2 separate regions of the Sus scrofa genome follow, and region 1 is linked to region 2. Evidence: chromatin contacts called from public HiChIP or PLAC-seq data. All regions are on one chromosome and are shown on one strand. Each heading gives the region's core, a stretch centred on a gene start, on an enhancer-like site or on the middle of the called end of the contact. The rest is flanking DNA. Distances are from core to core; before and after follow the strand shown.

What was found. HiChIP or PLAC-seq counts read pairs in DNA pulled down with a chosen protein or histone mark.
Region 1: an H3K27ac HiChIP or PLAC-seq map of alveolar macrophages shows a contact between it and region 2. The contact joins the promoter of TMEM218 here to the promoter of CCDC15 in region 2. A contact is called at or near these places in 2 of 47 Hi-C or Micro-C datasets (liver and skeletal muscle) and 1 of 2 datasets of contacts at active chromatin or transcription factors (alveolar macrophages).

The regions. Positions count from the first base shown.
Region 1 is chr9:52,300,416-52,304,934 of Sscrofa11.1, reverse strand. It overlaps TMEM218 (transmembrane protein 218), which reads left to right and starts at 2,169. Exons shown (of 4, transcript XM_003130031.4): 1 at 2,169-2,322. PKNOX2 (homeobox protein PKNOX2) reads right to left here and starts at 1,913. Exons shown (of 14, transcript XM_021063090.1): 1 at 1,153-1,913.
Region 2 is chr9:52,144,832-52,149,118 of Sscrofa11.1, reverse strand. It overlaps CCDC15 (coiled-coil domain-containing protein 15), which reads right to left and starts at 2,821. Exons shown (of 15, transcript XM_021063078.1): 1 at 2,707-2,821; 2 at 1,820-2,008. The coding sequence starts at 1,987.

The DNA of each region.
Region 1 (4,519 bases), core at 920-3,419, 160 kb before region 2:
GAAAATTGTACTTAAACAAAATGATAGGGATACATATATAGCACCTAAGTACACTCTACAAATACAATGCTCTCCATATACAGTGGAGATACAGAACATTGTATAACACTTGTACAAGGAATCAATCTTCTCGAGAGTGAACTACAATTAAGAGATGGCAAAAGATGGAGCACTACAGTGTCAGCACTTTGTTCAATTTCAGTGAGTGGCTAGGATATCATCATTTAATCAGAAAACTAATATCTCCTCCCAGTTGAGGGGTAAGGTAGAGGTGGGTTTGGGGGGACAGCTCCTCCTTATGAGAGAGAAAACCTAAAAGGTTATCTCCATTCAGGAAGATGTAAGAAGTCTGGAGTGCCTCCTCAGTCATGCCCTATTCTTAATTTACTTTAACTAAAGTCAACCTGATCATTAGAAGTGTAAGATTAACGTTCCCAATATCCAGCTTTTGAACACTTTTCCCCACAAACATGAAGGGCTCAGGACTGGTCCTGATCAGGTCATCTACACAATGCTATTCTCCCTTATCTCTGCTCTGGCTTGAACCATGATCCACATTATTCCCCAGATACTAAGTGCTCAATCTTGTCTCAGCCTCTTTGTTTAAACCACTTTCTCTCCATGGATCCTCTTCCATCTCTGTTCCACCTCTCTCATTCCTATGCTTATACCAGGGCCCAGCAATAGTTCTAGCTGTAACACTATGAAGAACCACATTAAGGCAAGTCAAAGCAATATTTCCCTCAAATAATTCAAGTGAAGGAGTGTTTTGAAAACTACAATGCTCTGCAAATATGTAGTAGTATTATTACCTTTGGAGAAAATAAATTATAAATTAAGTTTGGCACCATTGTCATATCTTGCTTTAAAGTACTTCCTAGTTGTTTCATATGCTGTTGACGTTTGCAAACCACAGGCTATTAAGCCAGGAATCACATCGTATTTCTTTCGTATCCTCAAAGTCCCTACCAGCGCTTAGCTACAGTTAACACTCAACTCCAATGAAATGAATTAATCAAAACAATGGCTTTCTTAACCACAGAACCCCTCATTGGGCCAAGTAAGGCTAAGCTGTTAAACATATAAGAAATCGTTGGTTACTATACATGACTGCAAATTAAACCTTGAAAGTAGATTAAATTTGAGACATACTTTAGTGGACTTCAACCATCTTCTTCCATTTCATTCATAGAGCTGTGATTCAGGAGCTGAACTCCCTAAATGAACGATTCAGTGTTCCAGGATTGAATAGTTTGTTTTATGATGTTTCAAAATTTTGTGTAAAGTCAGAGGTTGCAAAACTGCAGCTCTCAGATTGGCATCATTTGATTTTAGTCTGTTCACTCTTCCTGATTCAGCAATGAAGCATGCATCCCATGTCTTTTTCCTTTAGATGGCTTGATTTACTGATCTTTTGGTTTAATAGGCTAGAGCCTCAGAACAACATGGCAAGTTTTAGTTTGCAGTTAGGCAAGAGCAGTTTGCTAAAAGCATGGACCAGCACCAGTTCCGGATGCCTGGCGGTGTAGTTACAGAAGATTTACTTGATTTGACTCTGGCTCCCCTTCCCCGATCTGTCTCTTGAGTAGAACGACCCTTGCCCCAGTGTATGTCGTAACGCTAAAGGAAGAATAATGCCAAATACAATAGGCCAGGTAAGACTAAATGAAAACGTGATGTTATTACAACTAGGGCTTCAGACTTGGTTCTCTCCAGCAGGGTTGTTAGTGACTGATGACTGAGCCTGACCCCCTTTCTGAGGCCGAATTTGACTTGCCCGCAAATACTGCGGTCCACCACAGCCAGGAGATCGGGAAATGAAATGCCCATTAGATTCCGGAACAGGCACTGAGGTCTAGAACGGGAGAAAGGGTTGCCAGGACTCTCCGTCTCACAGCCCGGCGGTGCTGTCTCCATGGTAACAGCGAGGAATGCCGGGAAAACGGCTCTCTTCCGCCCAACAACCCGCCCTCAGGCTAGACTGACCAATGGTCCCGTGGGTTACCACAAGAATGGCGTGATTGACAACGGGATGGGACGAGAGTAGGGAGCCAAGACTGCCTCTATCCAATCGAACTTGAGACCGGTCACAGGACCAAAAGGCACCGACCAATCGGAAGGCGTAACGGAGGGAGACGTGCCCACCCACCACGTTCCGCGTTGCCTGGAGCCGCGAGGGGCGTAAGCAAATGAGGGGGAAGTTGGGCGTTGAAAGAGCGGCGTTGATTAGCGAATCTGGAATCACCTGGATGAAAGTCCACTTGTGATTCGTCACAAGTAGATCAAAGCCTTTGTGGGCTGGAACTAGCCGGACTGAGAGGTGTGAGTAGAGGACCCGGGAGACTGGGAGCCAGGTGAGGGGGGTGGATATGAGGAAAGTGGGGCCCGCCGCGAAGAAGAGGGAATGGCAGGGCTTGGGTCTGGGGCTGAGGAGGCTGGAGGAAGGTGTGGGCAGATGGCGTTGCAGAGACCTCTCACACTACCCTCACTGCCGATCTGGACTCAAGGCCCAGCGGCCAATTAATGCTGAATTGGAAGCTGAGAAGGAAGGGATGTTTTATTTTTCATGCCCCTAAGAAAGTGAAGTGGCAGTACCTGATTCGAAATACCTTGTGACCTAAGTCTTAATCTCTGTCCCAACTGCTGGGAGGTAGCTGGGCGACCATTCTGAAGATGAGACGGGGGCACTTTTTTCTTGCCGCCCGTTTGAATCAGCTACAGGGCTGGGGGATCAGCGTGTTAAGAGATGATGCCACATCAATGGCGTTTTGGTAGCCTGGCAATTGATTTTTCCCAGACTTGCATTTTGTTTAACTGCAAAGGCAGAGGCATTATCCAAATATTTTAAAATTCAAACCGTATTGAAGTGTTTAAAGTTAAAAAAAAAGGGTGCGAGAGTATTCCCCACCCCCACCCCAGGTATTTTTGAAGGTAGGAAACAGCTATAAAGGAAAACGAAAAGGAATCCTCCAGAAGAGAAGTTCACCCTTGTAACCCCCTGTTTTCTTTTTAATTTTTTTTAGATTTGTTTTTTATTGAGGTAGCATTGGTTTATAATACTGTGTTTCATGTGTACAGTGTTGTATTTCTACTTATATATGCCCTACAGTGTATTCACCACCAGAAGACACCATACGGTATTTGTCTTTCTCCATCTGACTTAATTTGACAACATAATACCTTCAAGATCCATCCGTGTTGGCATGGCAGGATTCTGTCTCTTTTTAATGGCTCAGTATTCCATTGTATATAGACACCTAACTTCTTTATCTATAATCTGTTGATGGGCATTTGGGTTGTCTCCATATCTTGGATATTGTCAGTAATGCTGTGATGAACATAGGGTTGCATATATCTTTTTAAATTAGTGTTTTCATGTTCTTTGGATAAATACCCAGGAGTGAGATAGCTGAATCTTAATCTTTTTTGTTTGTTTTTTAGTTTTTTTTTTTTTTTTGTCTTTAGGGCCACACCCAGGGCAGACAGAGGTTCACAGGCTAGGGATCCAATCAGAGCTGTAGCTGCCGGCCTACGCTACAGCCACAGCAACTGGTATCCGAGCCGAGTCTGCGACCTATACCACACACAGCTCATGGCAACCCCAGATCCTTAACCCACTGACTGAGCAAGGCCAGGGATCTAACCCTTGATCCTCCTGGATACTAGTTGGATTCGTTAACCACTGAGCCACGACGGAAACTCCATGTATTCTTAATCTTTTGAAGAATCTCCATACTTGCCCATAGTGGCTGCACCAATTTACATGCCCACCAACAATGTATGAGAGTTCCCTTTTCTCCACACTCTCACCAACACTTTGTAACCCATTGTTTTCTGCTGTTCCAAGGGCTTGAAAGTGAAAATCAGGAGATGGGTGAGATATCCATCTCCCACCAGCAGTGCTAGGGCCATGTTACCCTCCAAGGAATCCACATTTGTACTGGACAGTAAGTCAGCTGGTTAATGGCTGTTACTGTTCTCACACGTGATCCACTGATGGGCAGTGTATTTTTAATCCAATAGGCTACATATACAGGGGTCAGTGCCTTAATATATCAGTTTTCTCTGAGAGCTGAGTGAAAGGGTAAGTAGAACAAACCATTAAATAGATGAAAAATGCACCACAAGTACCTCTAAAAAGTTCTGGACAAACCCTTTCTAAAGAAAGACCTCAAAGCAGAGTATGGAGGGGAAAAAATTGGCCCTACGTTTCCTCTCATTGTCAGCTGCTAAACAGGGTATTCAAATTTAGACAGATAATTTTATTCCAAGTTCAGCCTACCTGCAGTTTTAAATGCCTCAGACTTTAGGTAAATGGACTTACTCTACCAGGTTCACTAGACCCTCACTTCTCAGAAAAGTTTTGAAAAAGCCCTAGATGTTAAATAAAAATGTTGTTTTTACTTTTTTATCAAATCTTACTAATTTAGCCATTCCAATAAGGGATATAGGAATTCCTTTGTGGCACAGTGGGTTGAGGATCTAGCGCCGTGGCTCCTTATGGCATGGGATTGACCCC
Region 2 (4,287 bases), core at 1,572-4,071:
GAAATCCACATCTGTTCTGAGCTGACAAGAGCAGCATCTATTAACAAGGGTAGGATTCCCAGGCTATATATGTTAATTAGCATATATGATGCTTGATCAAACTGTCTTTGATTGGTATTGATCAGAATTTTTTAGAGGAGGGAAAGGAGACATGTTACATAGTTATATATGCTACAAGACTTTAAACTTTTGAATTAATGTGTGGGAACATGAGACAATTACTTTTAACACAGATAATCTTGATAGTTTTTAGGCATTTTGATGCTACTGACATTATACAGATGTCATAATTTGAGCAGTTAATAAGAGGTATCAATAACTTAAATACCAAAATACCTCTGTACCAAGTCTTACTGTTTCTTCTGGGATGTTTCTTATATTCATCCCCTCATTTCCACTTCAACCACTCTTTTCCAAGGCTTTCCCTCCACATTCCTTACCACTAAAGTCTTGATGCTATATTTCACACCTGATTTGTTACAGTTACATCCTAATATGTCCCCCAAGAGTCTCACCTTTAAGAACTTGAAAGCAATTAATCTAATCAAAAATTCTGATTATGGGAGTTCCTGTTGTGGCTCAGTGGGTTAATGAATCTGACCATCATCCATGAGGACGCAGGTTCGATCCCTGGCCTTGCTCAGTGGATTAAGGATCTGGTATTGCCATGAGCTGTGGCTAGGTCGCAGAGGTGGCTCAGATTCTGAGTTGCTGTGGTTGTGCTGTAGGCCAGCAGCTACATCTCCAATTTGACCCTTATCCTGGGAATCTCCATATGTCATGGGTGAGGCCCTAAAAAGCAAAAAAAAAAATCTGATTATGAAATTCATCTGTAAATATTAAACAGTGAATGAAGTCAATCCCTTCTCCAAAATTTCCTGTGGTTTCCTATCACTCCTATTTTCCATAATCCTATCAACCTTCATCCCCCTACTAAGCCTGCCACTCCAATCAATCTAATCTACCCCTAAAATTCTGGCTATACCTTGCTTACTCCCTATCCTCTCCATTCTCCTTAAATGGACAATCATTCCCTTTCTATTTCTATTTTGATTAAGCAAATAATTCTTTACTAAACTTTTCTGGGTCATATCAACCCAAAGTTGTATCTTTCTTTTCTGATTAAGTGCTATGATCTTAGCACTTAAATTTGCAAAAGTTTCCCTTCATCTGAAATGCTCTTCCCTACCATCAGTACTTATATAGCATCTCCACTCTTTAAATACACAAACAATATTTCCTCACTCATTCATTCAACAAATATTTCCTGAGGACTTGCTATACCAATATGAGAAACAATAAAAAATAAAGGTCCCTGTCCTCACAGAATTTACAGTTAAACTTTCTCAGGATCCCACTCGGAATTAATCTCTCTCTTAATCTCTTACTGCACTTGAACCTTAATGAATCTCCATTACAAACCTTATAAACTTTAGGCAATCAATGTTACATCGACTATGGTCGTCATCCCTACTACACTCACTATAGAGTGTCTAGAAGACAGACAGTGCCTACGTCGTGTGCACGTCATGTGCACATCGTGTGCAGAGCAAGCATCAAGAGTTTATGAGGTAAACTGAAATATCTATATGTATGTATATAAATGTAATAAACACTCAATTATGTAGACTAAAGCTAGAGCAAGTTTTTAGCAAATTCATATTTGTTCTATAATTCTAATGCAAGAGCCTATCTATAACAGAATAGAAACAGCACCTCCAGACTGTTCATCTTATCTGTGCACCAGGGACTAGAGAAGGTTAATAAAAAGAAAGATGGAGGAGGAACCCCACCGTATTTGCATCAAACTGACACTCACATGTGCTGGGACTTCTGTGCTACCTGGTGGGGCAGGTTCCACCCATGCCCCAACTGGTACTACAGCCTGGTTCCTCTCAGCCAGCACTGTCAACACGTCCTTGCTCTTCAGGGGGTTTAAAGCCAGGGGCAACTTTGTGGAATTTCGAGGCTTCTTGAGGGGGGCCATACTTCCTGGCACCTAAGATTCCTGGTTAGGAGAGAAGAAAAGCTTAACATCTTCAAACGACTTCCTTAGAAGCTCAGCCCCTTAACACATATGCCACAGGCTCCTTAATAGGAGAGAAGCCTTGGAGGAGGCAGTAAGTAGCCTAACAGAGAGCCAAGAATAAGGATTCTGGAGAAGGAAGGAAAAAAGCTTGCCCTCGTAAAGGAATAGGGACGAGTGGAAAGAAGTAAGAATCTGAAGGAACGAAAACTGTGCCAGTGGTGACACACCGACGTGGGACAGGGAGGAAAGAGCGTAGCAGCCGGAGGGCAAGAGAGCTGGGAGGGTGCGGAGTGGGAACCTGGGTTGAAGGCAGAGTCCAAACAATCGGTATCCGGTTATGGGGGGAAGCGCTGAACGCCGGGGAACCCCGGGCCAGGGAAAAGTTTGGCCTGTTTCTTAGGCCTCGGGGTCCTAATCCTGCCGAGGCAGCCCTGGCCTAGTATCAACTCGCTGCTCGCCACAGACTCAAACTACCACGGACACTAAAGTAACCGCCGCCAACAAACCGCCAATTTTGGGAGGGCCGCCTTTCGGAACCCCGGGCCAAGGAAAATTTTGGCCTGTTTCTTAGGCCTCGGGGTCCTATTCTTGTCGAAGCAGTCCCGGCCTAGTATTAACTCGCTGCTCACCACAGACTCAAACTACCACGGACACTAAAGTAACTGCCGCCAACAAACCACCACTTTTGGGAGCACCGCCTTATCCCGCCGCGCCCCTCGGTTGGTTTGTATCCGCCTCCTCCGGCTTGCGTCACCTCCCTGGTACAGGGAAGGCGTAGGGCGGGGTTTCGGGTTCCGAAGGGTCGTCACTTCCGCTCTCTGTAACCCTGAGGGGGCGGGACTTGTGAAGCGTGGGGGTGCGGGTGGAGTCTAGCTCAGTCAGCTGAGCTGTTGCATTATCTACCCTGGGATTAACCCACATCTTTCAGAAAAAGGAATACGTTGGGCTGGAGAGCTGATTAAGTGGGAAGGACAGGGGTCCAGTTGAGGGACGCATGGGAGAAGGATGGAAGAAGGCAGGCCTGGCAGGGCTTCCTTGACGGAGGAAATACGCCTACAGTAAATCATACTGATCCTTTGTTCACTTCGTTACGTTAGCAGTGCTGTTTCATATATACTCTTACATGTAAATATCGCAGCCTTGAGAGTGGTCTCCCTTTCTGCTCCAAGCTTTGCTATAATCCAGGGACACTTCATTTTTCTTGTGAAACACCAGTTTGTTCGTTCAATTAACATATAATTGAGAGCATTTTATATACCAGTACTTTGCTAGGCACTGAATATATATAGCAGTGAACAAAACAGACATATCCCTTGTTCATGGAATTGACAATATAATGAGAAATAACCAAATAGACACATGAATAAGTAAATAAAAGTGGCTGATGATGATGCGCAACTTGCAACTGGCCCAGGAACTCTATATGCCTCTGGGTGGCCAGAAGAAAAAAGAAAAAAAAAAGGGGGCAAGGGAGTAGTTAAATAACTGACCATAGGATTTAAGATAGGTAATGTAGGAAAGGATGACAAGTGGAAGGAAGGGACCTTGTAGAGGTGGTAAAATCAAGAGATTCTAGGTTCCAATGGAGACCTAAGTTTTGCTAGAGCAGAATACTAGAAGGAATGCATTGAAAAAATAAGAGGTGGTCATCCAAGATTGAGATGCTTGAAAGTAAGAGTATAAAGTTATTGTAGATATTAGTAGTGTTGGAGTTCCCTCGGAGCCTAGCTGTTAAGGATGGACACTGCCACTGCTGTGGCACAGGTTCAATCGCTGGCCTGGGAACTTCTGCATACCGTGGGCATGGCCCCTCAAAACATATTGGTACTGTCAAAATCTATGGTATAACCAAGAGAGGGAGTGCTGAGGTAGAAGAACAAGATTACTGAAGAAGAGGTCATAGAAATGGCCAAATGGCTTGAAATCACCAAGATACATGAACAGAAGAGTGTTGCAAGAGCCAGGAGCATCCATCTTCAAGGAATTTCAGGAAAAGACCTGGAGCTTGGTAGATGAGTATAACCTGGAAATCAGGGAGTGATATAGTCTAGCAACATCAGATGCAAACCAAGGAGCAGAGCTGAGAAAAAAAACAGGAAGCATTGTTTACAAACAGCACTGAGCAATCAAGTAACGAGAAGGAAAGCCATACCACCTCCACACAAAGAACAGAAAACAGCCACCACTGGAGAAGGCCAGAGGAAGGTTGATTTGTACACCTCTGTAAACACACACACACACACACACACACAGAAGAA